Regions from separate parts of the Mus musculus genome. Here region 1 is linked to region 2. Evidence: chromatin contacts called from public Hi-C data. All regions are on one chromosome and are shown on one strand. The core of a region is the stretch at or near the end of the contact, and the rest is flanking DNA. Distances in the headings are between cores, read along the strand shown.

What was found. Hi-C and Micro-C count contacts between places; a contact is called where the count stands out from the background.
Region 1: a contact with region 2 is called in a Hi-C map of muscle stem cells, with 2.6 times the contacts expected there. A contact is called at or near these places in 5 of 484 Hi-C or Micro-C datasets (muscle stem cells, myocytes, psoas muscle and 1 more) and 2 of 130 datasets of targeted methods (kidney and pancreatic cancer cells).

What each region holds. Positions count from the first base shown.
Region 1 is chr19:28,386,594-28,391,341 of GRCm38.p6, reverse strand. All of the region lies in intron 4 of Glis3 (GLIS family zinc finger 3), which reads left to right. Among named protein-coding and RNA genes, the nearest start is that of Gm35866, 25 kb to the right of the region's middle.
Region 2 is chr19:28,200,896-28,205,429 of GRCm38.p6, reverse strand. No RefSeq gene overlaps it. Among named protein-coding and RNA genes, the nearest start is that of Gm35866, 160 kb to the left of the region's middle.

The sequences.
Region 1 (4,748 bases), core at 857-3,356, 190 kb before region 2:
AAGGTGAATTTAGGCGGTTTATACCTTGGAACCTACTTTGAAACTCATAGTTAATTTTGGGTAATAATTTGTGTTGCCCTCATCTCTTCCCCCATTCCAGTGGCTAGCCTGTCATAAGACATTCACTTGGCAAATAGAAGCTTATAACAAACTGAAGCGTGCTGTCTGGCTTGAGGACTTTGTACTGTTGAGGTGACCTCTGTTTCTGCTCCCACAAATACCTTCACTGTTCCACACTGGGAGCAGGCTTCTGTCCCTCAGCACTGAGCGCCACTGGTCAGTGGAGACTATCCTGTGTACAAAGGATGTTTAGCAGCGTGCCTGCCTGGCACCAGCTGCTCAGAGGAAGTCCTTCTACCTCCAGTACACAGTCATGCTCAATCTAAAACGTCTCCAGTCTCTGATGAAGTCTCTTTAGGGGCAAAGTCACCTTGGTTTAGAGTTATAGTTAAAATATGGCAAACTGATACTCTTTCATTGCAGAATATTACAAGGGAATTACGTTGAATTACGTTGAATTCTTAGGCTGGAAACAAGTTCTCCCCAAATCATAGATTTGTTTGCCTAAATGAAATAGAATGGGAGTTTATTATAAATAAAACCAATCAACCAACCAAAATTGCCTTCTCACAATAGAAAGCCTGTAAGATTAAATTAACTTGGAATTTTTCTTTCTAGCATTAGAAAATTCTCCTTCTGAGTATTTAATACTAACTCTCAACAGTATTGGTAAAATAACAAGGGCCCCGTCCACTCTTCTGTGGTAACGCCTGAGTTAACCAGGAGGGTCTATGCCTAGTAGCAGTGGCTGTTCGATTATGCAGCCCTGTGAACCACCTGTAATAATTGTTTCCCAATTACCTTCATGCCAGCCTTTTGCATTTAGGTGGAGATGAAAACTGAAATAAAATTCCGACTTCCTGGTTCTGTGTGAATGCTGGGCATATTATTCATTTGCAATACAAAGCAGCTGTGTAATTCCAAATGAGATATTCTATCTGTGCTAGCTAGTGTTTACCATCAAGGCACCAAATTATCCCTGAATCTATTTGAAGTTCATTACCCAGCTTTCTCAACTGAGAGCACACTGTGAAAATGCACCCCCCCCCTTAGTTTTATTCAATTTCTAGGCAGTGGGGCTGAACTGCCTACATTTCCAGTCCTGACTTGATTCAGAATGTGACCCTTTGAGACTCCTAATGAGACTGGCCCAGGAGTCAGAAACAAGAGACTTGGGATATTTTTACTTTTACATTAAAATATTGAGTATTTTTGAGACAGGGTTTTGCTATGTAACCCTGGCTGGCCTAGAGCGAACTATGTAAATGATATGCTGGCCTTGAACTCACAGACATCCATCTGACTGTGCCTCCCAAGTGCTGGGACTAAAGGCATATGCCACCACACCCAGCCATATTATTTGGTTAATTAATACACAGGAAACAGTGTTCAAGTCCACTTTCTTTTTGGGAACAGCAACTTTCTAGATGGACCTAATAGCTGTCCTGGGCCTTTGGAGACCACAGTACAGCAAAAGTAGTCATTGACTATCAGGGTCAATGTTATTATGGTCCTGAGACTTTGACTTCCCAGAAACTGGTCCTGATTCCTGTCTTATCAGTTTTGATGAAGCCCCTAAAGTGCCATGCACCTGGTCAGTGTGAGGTGCAACGATCTCTCCTGGGTAGAGACATTGTTCAGTTTCAGACCTTGACTCCACACCTCTTTTTCTCTGGAAATGATAGCTGCCAGGCAAAGGAAGAACAATGCCAAGTCAGTCCCCTTTGAGCTTGTGCAGTACTAATGGGAACCGCAGGCATCCTCTTGTTCAGGGTGAGAATAAGGGTGAGAAAGAGATCGCTGTTTTCAACCTGAGTCTTCACTTTGTGCTGACAAATTAATCACCTGTTTGTGAACCTCTCTGAACAGTAAGGCTCACTGTCAGGTTTGCCAGATCACATGCACTTTTCATTGCATGACATCTTGATGACAAAGGAAATCTAGGGGTGAATGTGAACCTCGAGATGACTCAAGAGTTTGGCTTCCTTTCTGTGACTCAAGCATGGAGAAGTCACTGGTCCCGACTGGCACCCTGTGACACAGAGGAGAGGCAGCCAGGCCTGTGGATGGAGCCAAACACGTTTTCCAAGGGATGGTTTGCATCTAGGCTCTGTGGAGTCATGTTTAAGCTTGTTCATATTTAAATTTCATCCAGACACCCTACTCTGAACCGTAAATGCACCAAATATAATTGCTAATTCAGGTGTTCTTCCCCATAACTAAAGGTTGGATTTCTTTTAGGACTAATGATGAAATGTTTCAATTTCTTGATCTGTCCTGGTTACCACAGTGTGTCCAATTTGCAATAATTAACTGAGTTGCCCTCTATCATTTGTCTGATTTCCTAGGTTATAATACTAGTGTGAAAAGATTTATTTTCAAAGGAATAATGTCAAAATGGAAAATAATTGACAAAAGTTTGTAAAACAGAAAAAAAAAATAACAACTTAGTGACGAAAAGTAGAATCACGGAGTATTGTTGAGATTTCAGATGCCATTTGCATATTTTAATCAAAATCTTTGCAGTCTACATCTTTTGTCTATGATGGTTAAAGGTAGCCTGTCTCACAAATAACATTTTTCTTTGTATGTACAATAATTATTTGGTGCTATCAATCATGAAAACTCCTTTGTTGTTTTGCTGATAGTTTCTTGAGACAATACTGCTGGGTCCTCCTTATCAGCATGTGACTCTAACTGTGCACCATAGCTCACTGACCGTTCAGGTAATAAGTCAGGAGCCAATAAAAGCTAGGCTTCATCCTTAGCCTTACAAGAGTCATGGTGTCCAGGTCCTCCTTACTTTGCCAGCAGAGGTGCAGTTGAAAGCCAATCTCAAGACCATTTATGTTACCCAGATAGCCCAAGAATCCACTTCATGTTTTAGGACACACAAATTTATATTTATGATGAGGAGGCAGGGATAATGAAGATAATCTGAGTTAATGGAAAATAGAATTATAGTTTTAAAAGGAGTATTTGCTTACCACAATACACCGAGTGTTTTCCCCACCTCCTGCCCCTGTCCAGCTCTCAGTTAAACTCTCAAGTGTTAAGGCATCAGTGTGGTATCCCCACATTCTTTACGGTTGTAGACCCATGTAAGTGTACACACAGCCAAGACTTTGTCCTGTAGAAATTGTCATCAGACCACTCAGATTTCTCACCACAGTGTTCCTCTCCTTTGTAGAATAGTACAGACAGCTTTCTAGGTCAGGTCATGGAGCGCCAACACATTCTAAAAAAATTTTTTTGTAGTTTTAATTTTTTTGAGAGTTCCATACAAGAAGAGTACTGTATTTATATCATTTCTATCCTCTCTTTCCAACTTCCAACTCTTCTTGTTTTCACACCAGCATCCCTTGTTTATGACATATATATGGCTGTGTGTGTATAATTACATATATATGTGTATGTGTGTGTGTGTGTGTATATATATATATATATATACACACGTATGTATATATATGTATATACATACATATTATGACATATTAAGTTTATTTAGTCTTGCTCCTGTGTGTAAGTGTTCAAGGCTGACCACTTGGGGATTGGATAACTTACTCGGGGGTTCATCTGTGATGAAGACTGATTGTCACTCTCTTAGAAGCTATTGATTTAGGTAGCTCTTAGTAGCTCTTCCTTTAGGTGTGGAGCTTTGTGAAATTACCCACCTCCATGTTGGAATGTCATAGGGTTGAGATTTCATGGCTGCAACTCCCTGTCTTTCATGTGTGTGTTCGGGGGGTTGAGGGGGGGAGGACATTGTCTTACAGCAGACTTCCCGATTCTCTTTCAATCTTTCTACCTCTTCTTCTTCCATGTTCCCTGAGCCTTAGATATCTTGGTTCATTGTAGCTATATCAGTTGTGGTTGGGCATCACCCAGTCACTTGCTTTCTGTATCTTGATCACTGGTTAATCTCTGAATGGTCTCTGCTGAAAAAGCTACTTTGATGAAGGGTGAGAGCTATACTTAACCTGTAGGTATAAGCATAAATATTTTGGAATGCAGTTAGGAGCAGCCACTGGAAGCTAAGTTAATATATCTATGTATGAACTCTCTCTTGTTTAGCAAGCATTAATTACAATTAGAAAGCTGTTGGTTAACCCCAAGACATAAGTGCCACCATTGCACCCTTACAGACATCTTGCTGAGCTGCTCATTCTTATGGTTCATGGCTTTGAGAACTCTTTGTTGCCTTTCTCCCTAGGCAGCTTGGTTAGCAGCATTGAATACTGTGAGAGCTAGACCTTAGGGAGAAGACTTCCCGACAGTTCCAGCTCAGTTTCTTCAGGTCTTATGTCTGAAGTTTATCCTGCCCTCAGCAACATAGTCTCACCTTCAAGTTCTGAAAGGGAGCCAAGAGGAAAAGCCTATACTGTTTTGGGATTCTCCTGGATTCCTTGACCAACAACTCAAAAGAAGGTTTCTCATGCCTGGAACTGAATTTTTTGTTAGTCTGTGGCTTTTGGAGACTAAGGATGTTTGAAAGCAACATAGGAAAATATAATATCTTATGATTGGCTAGCATATATATATATCATTATGCATATTTACTTATAAGTGTGTAGACATACATATGGTAGAAACAGTGGCATGTAAGGTTAAAATGCTTCTACCACATTCTCCTTAATAACTGCTTCCCAACGTTCAGTACTGAAGACTGAGGCTTCGGCTTCTGCCTT
Region 2 (4,534 bases), core at 265-2,764:
TGAAAGCTTACAACTTATCCACATACGTGAGGCAGAAAGATTGCCTTGAGTCTCAGAAGACTTTTGGACTTTTGAAGTTAAACTAAATACATTTTTTGCACTTTTCATTAAGATATGACCATGGACCTATGGGGGCCAGGGAATGGAATGTGATGGTTTGAGTAAGAATGGCCTCCAATGGCTCATATATTTAAATGCTTGGTTAGCAGTTGGTGGGCCTGTTTGAGAAGGATTAGGAGGTGTGGCCTTGTGGGAGGATGTGTGTCACTTCACAGAGCAGGGATGGGGTTGAGATTCTAAAGTTATAAAAGCAAACCAATTTCTCCTTTTCTCTGCCTGCCGCCTGTAGGACAGAGCTAAGCTCTCAGTTACTGCTCCAGTGCTGTACCTGCCTGCCTCCTGCCATGTTCCCTGCCATGATGGTCATGAACTCTACCCTATTGCTGAGTTTCTTCACAGCAATAGAAAAGTAAGCGAGATATGGGACTTAGTTAGCTTTTGTTTGGGAACGCTTTTACTGTTTTCCTCTGTGTTTCTGTCCCACCCTCTCTCCCTCCTTCCCTCCCTTCCTGTATCCTGTTGCTTTTTCACTGGATTGACATTTAATCCTGAGTTACATCAGACATATCCTGGAAACAAACAGAGGCGTTAGGAACAGCCACATCTGCAGGAGCAACCAGTCTAGACATCTTTTTTATTTTTTTTTTCTGTTCCTGCTATATGTGGGTTGGGGGAGGGGTCCTTGTGAATTTTGGTTTCCTGGAGGGCAGCACAAACACTTGCCTATAGACCTACCAATTCTTCATGGCTCCTGGCCTGACCATGTGTCATGAAGAAGATCGGGCCATCCATGAGAACTAACCCTATTGAGTTGTTCCAAGAAAGGGGAAAGGACTTCCTGAAATGTGTGGGTCATCTGCTCTGCCCTGTTTTAAATTTCCAGAGAATGTGGCAAGCCATGGAAGCCAGAAGGTCACCTAGCGAAGTTAACTCATTTAGGTAGTCGGTTCATCTGCAATGTGTTATAGTTTGCTGCTCAACAGCGAGCAAAGGAAAAGCTTAGCCTGGCACAGACATGCTGCCTAATCTCTGTTGATATTGGGAGGGTCTGCAGCTCATCAAGTGGAAAATTAGAATTTAATGGGAAATGACTCTCGGAAAGGAATTGAGACATCTTCTTGTGTTTTACGTGTTATAAAGTTGCATGACTTCCAACTACTTAATTACAGAGCTATTCATTCCCCAAACATGTGTTGAGTAACCAGTTAGTGTGTCTCCTTAGTTTTCTTCAGAAAACAAAACTCATGAGGGTGCCACTAGGAGAGACTCCCCCCATCCCAGTATGTTCTCACTATCATGTAAGCATTTTTTTTAGATGGCTAACATTTAGGTAAAGACATATTTTAATTAACTAATCTGTTTCTCATGCTATTGTGAGGATGGAGCTGTAGATTGAAGAGAGCCCAGCCTCTAAAGGCAGAGTCGTATTCTATTCCCAACACTGCCATCTATCAGCCTCCTAGACTACGGTGAATCACATCCTGTCTAAGACTCTAATTTCCCATTGAAAGAATGAGTTGTTACAATACCCATCACACAAGGGAAAATCCAGTGATAAAAGAAATCTCTACTATGGTAACATCTATCAGGCACATAATAAATGCTCACATAATTGTATCATTACGATTTAAATAATCTCACCAGACATAACTCTTTGCCAAACCAAAATGAGCTCATATTTGTCTCTGCCCCAGTCCCACAGCTGTCTCCCTTCACTTCCTAATGAGACTAGCCAGGCACATACACAATGCTCTGTCGCATCTTCTCTGATAAGGTCTCTAGCTCTGAATCTTTTGTGTGCTCTCTTTACTCATTGTTCATCCCTAGTAAAACTATGTCATTGAGTTTTTCTTGCAATGGGTGAAGGCACTAAGAATTGAGATTGGTACTGAGTTAGCTGTCAGAAAAATTGTCATCCCTAGATGTTCATGGGAGATTTGGCTTAGGGTAACAAGATACCAGGGTGTTCTCATCCCTTATGTGAGGGGGTATGGTATTTGCATGCAACCTATACACATCCTCCTGTATGCTTTCTATTACCTCTACATTTCTTGAATGTCTCTTCCAATGTCAATGCTATAGGAAGAGTTCTCATGCTATAATATTGGAAATGATGACAAGTTTGTACACTTCAGTGCAGATGCAAATATAAAAAACAAACAAACCAGTAATTCTATCCACAGTGGGCTGAATTTGCAGATCTGGAATTGAAGATATAGAGGGCTGGCTGCACTTGTTTTCTCAGTGAGCAAGTCATGTAGCTGAATTGATAAATAAAACCATATAGTAGTGTGCACTTACACTACTCATCTGGAGGACCTGTGTGTGGTGTGTTTGACAATGGGACTCGGATCCTATTGCACCTACCCTAAAGAGAGCCAGTAATGTGAGAATCTCAAGGCATTTCATGTTAGAACTGGGTGGGTGGAGAACAATGAGCTGGGTAAAACCTGTCAGGGGATTTTGAGGTGACTACCACATGATGACCAAGATTGTGCTCACACCCTCCATGAAACATTGTTCATTCTAGGAAATATGGTATTTAGTGATTATTGGGGTTTTTTAAACATATATTAGGACTTACCTAACTTTCTCTAGATTGAAAATGAGGTTTCTAATGATGACCATTTTTATAGGTTGACACACACTGCTGCAAACTATTTGTGGGTGGAGTCCACGTCTATGACCTTGTCTGTGAGGTTGAGCTGCTGAAATTGATCTTGTGGGCATCAAGCTCAACCTGAAGGAGGTATCCCACTACCAATAGCAAATGAGCAAGCACATGTTTCATATTTGTCTTAAATGCCTTTTTAAAAACACTAACCGATTTAACTCCTGAGTCTTTGCAATATTCTGTTGGTGTTAAATTTGCCAAGTAACCTTTCTGCAGCATTTTATCACACAGTTGAATACACACACATACACACACACACACACATACACACACATACACACACACACACACATACACACACATACACACACACACACACACACACAGAGAGAGAGAGAGAGAGAGAGAGAGAGAGAGAGAGAGAGAGAGAGCTTACTAGTTGTTCTCCATCTGTGTTCCCCTATCCATCCTCTGGCCTTCTATACCTTCCTCTGAACTTAGAAGAGAGCATTGATGACTTGCCAGCCTGGCTCCCCAGACTCCCTGGGCCCTGGCCTCTAATTGTTTTCAGAGCAATGGAAATACAAGCAGTCAAGTGAAAGGCAGGGGAGAGAGCTTGGGGTGTTTCCTACCTGCTACCCTCTTGCTTGCTGCTTTGATTTGGCAACTGCAACTGTCACTTCTCTTCACTAGGTTCAAAAGCACTATTTGCTCCATTTCCCTCTTGTGAGGAGGTGCTAATAGCTTCTCACTGCTACAAGTTTCTCAAAGCCCTGGTGTCCCTTGAAGGGTTTTTTTTTTCTATCCTTTTCATGCCTGTATAGAAACTCCAATAAACAATTTGCTTCTAAATCCAAAGTGAGCACACCTGTTTTATTAAATGTTTATATTCTTCTTTATTCATGTAGATATTGTGTGTCCCTGCTTGTGTGTATGTGTAGCATATGGGTGACATGCCAGTGGAGGTCAACAGAGTGCATTCGGCCCCCTGGAACTAAAGTTACAGGTCATAGTGAGCAGCTGATGTGTTCACTGGGAATCAAACACTGGTACTCTGCAAGAGTAGCAAATGCTCTTAACTGCTGGCCCATCTCTCCAGCTCTCTACCTATTTCTTGTTGTGATCTTAAGATATTCTGGAAACCAGAACTCATGTTCAGATTGGCTTACATGAGACCATCCAAGCTATAAATCAGAGAAGCCAGGAACAGACCAGGACATGCACACTGTGCATTCATCATGGATAATAGAAATCTTAGAGAAGTCACATGTTCTTACTTCTTATGAGACTTAGCTTCCCCCAGCTGAAAAGTTACCACTAGAGTATTATGCCAACAATGAGTACATTTATCAAAATTCACTCACTTGTCCAAGATTGAGAATAAGTTTGTTTAATGTCTTTTTTTTTTTACTTTGTAAATTCAAAATAAGACATGGTTCTTGTCTTTGAGGCTATTTCTCTATATAGAACATGGGGACAGAGTTAAGAAATGAATGTAGAAATCCCCAAATTAGGTCTTAAAGGATAAGTAGAAACTTATTATATAGGCAGAAGATAGAAACAGAAGCCCACACAGGAAGAACAATGTAACAGTGGTTAGAAGAAGAGACTGAAGTGACCCCACTTCTTAAGGGAACATAAAATCATCCATTGTGTCTTGACTCCAACTGAGAGGGATAGAGGAGAGTGGGCAAGGCCAGACTTGCAAGGGAGCTAAGAAAATGGCAGAGGATGAAGATCCCTGTGTTACTGTGTTTAGGAAGAGGCCAGACTTCATATTTAGGGCACTACTGACTTTGAGCACTGCAATTGATTAGAAACATGATTGGATTAATAGAATTTTAGTATGATGTCGTTATG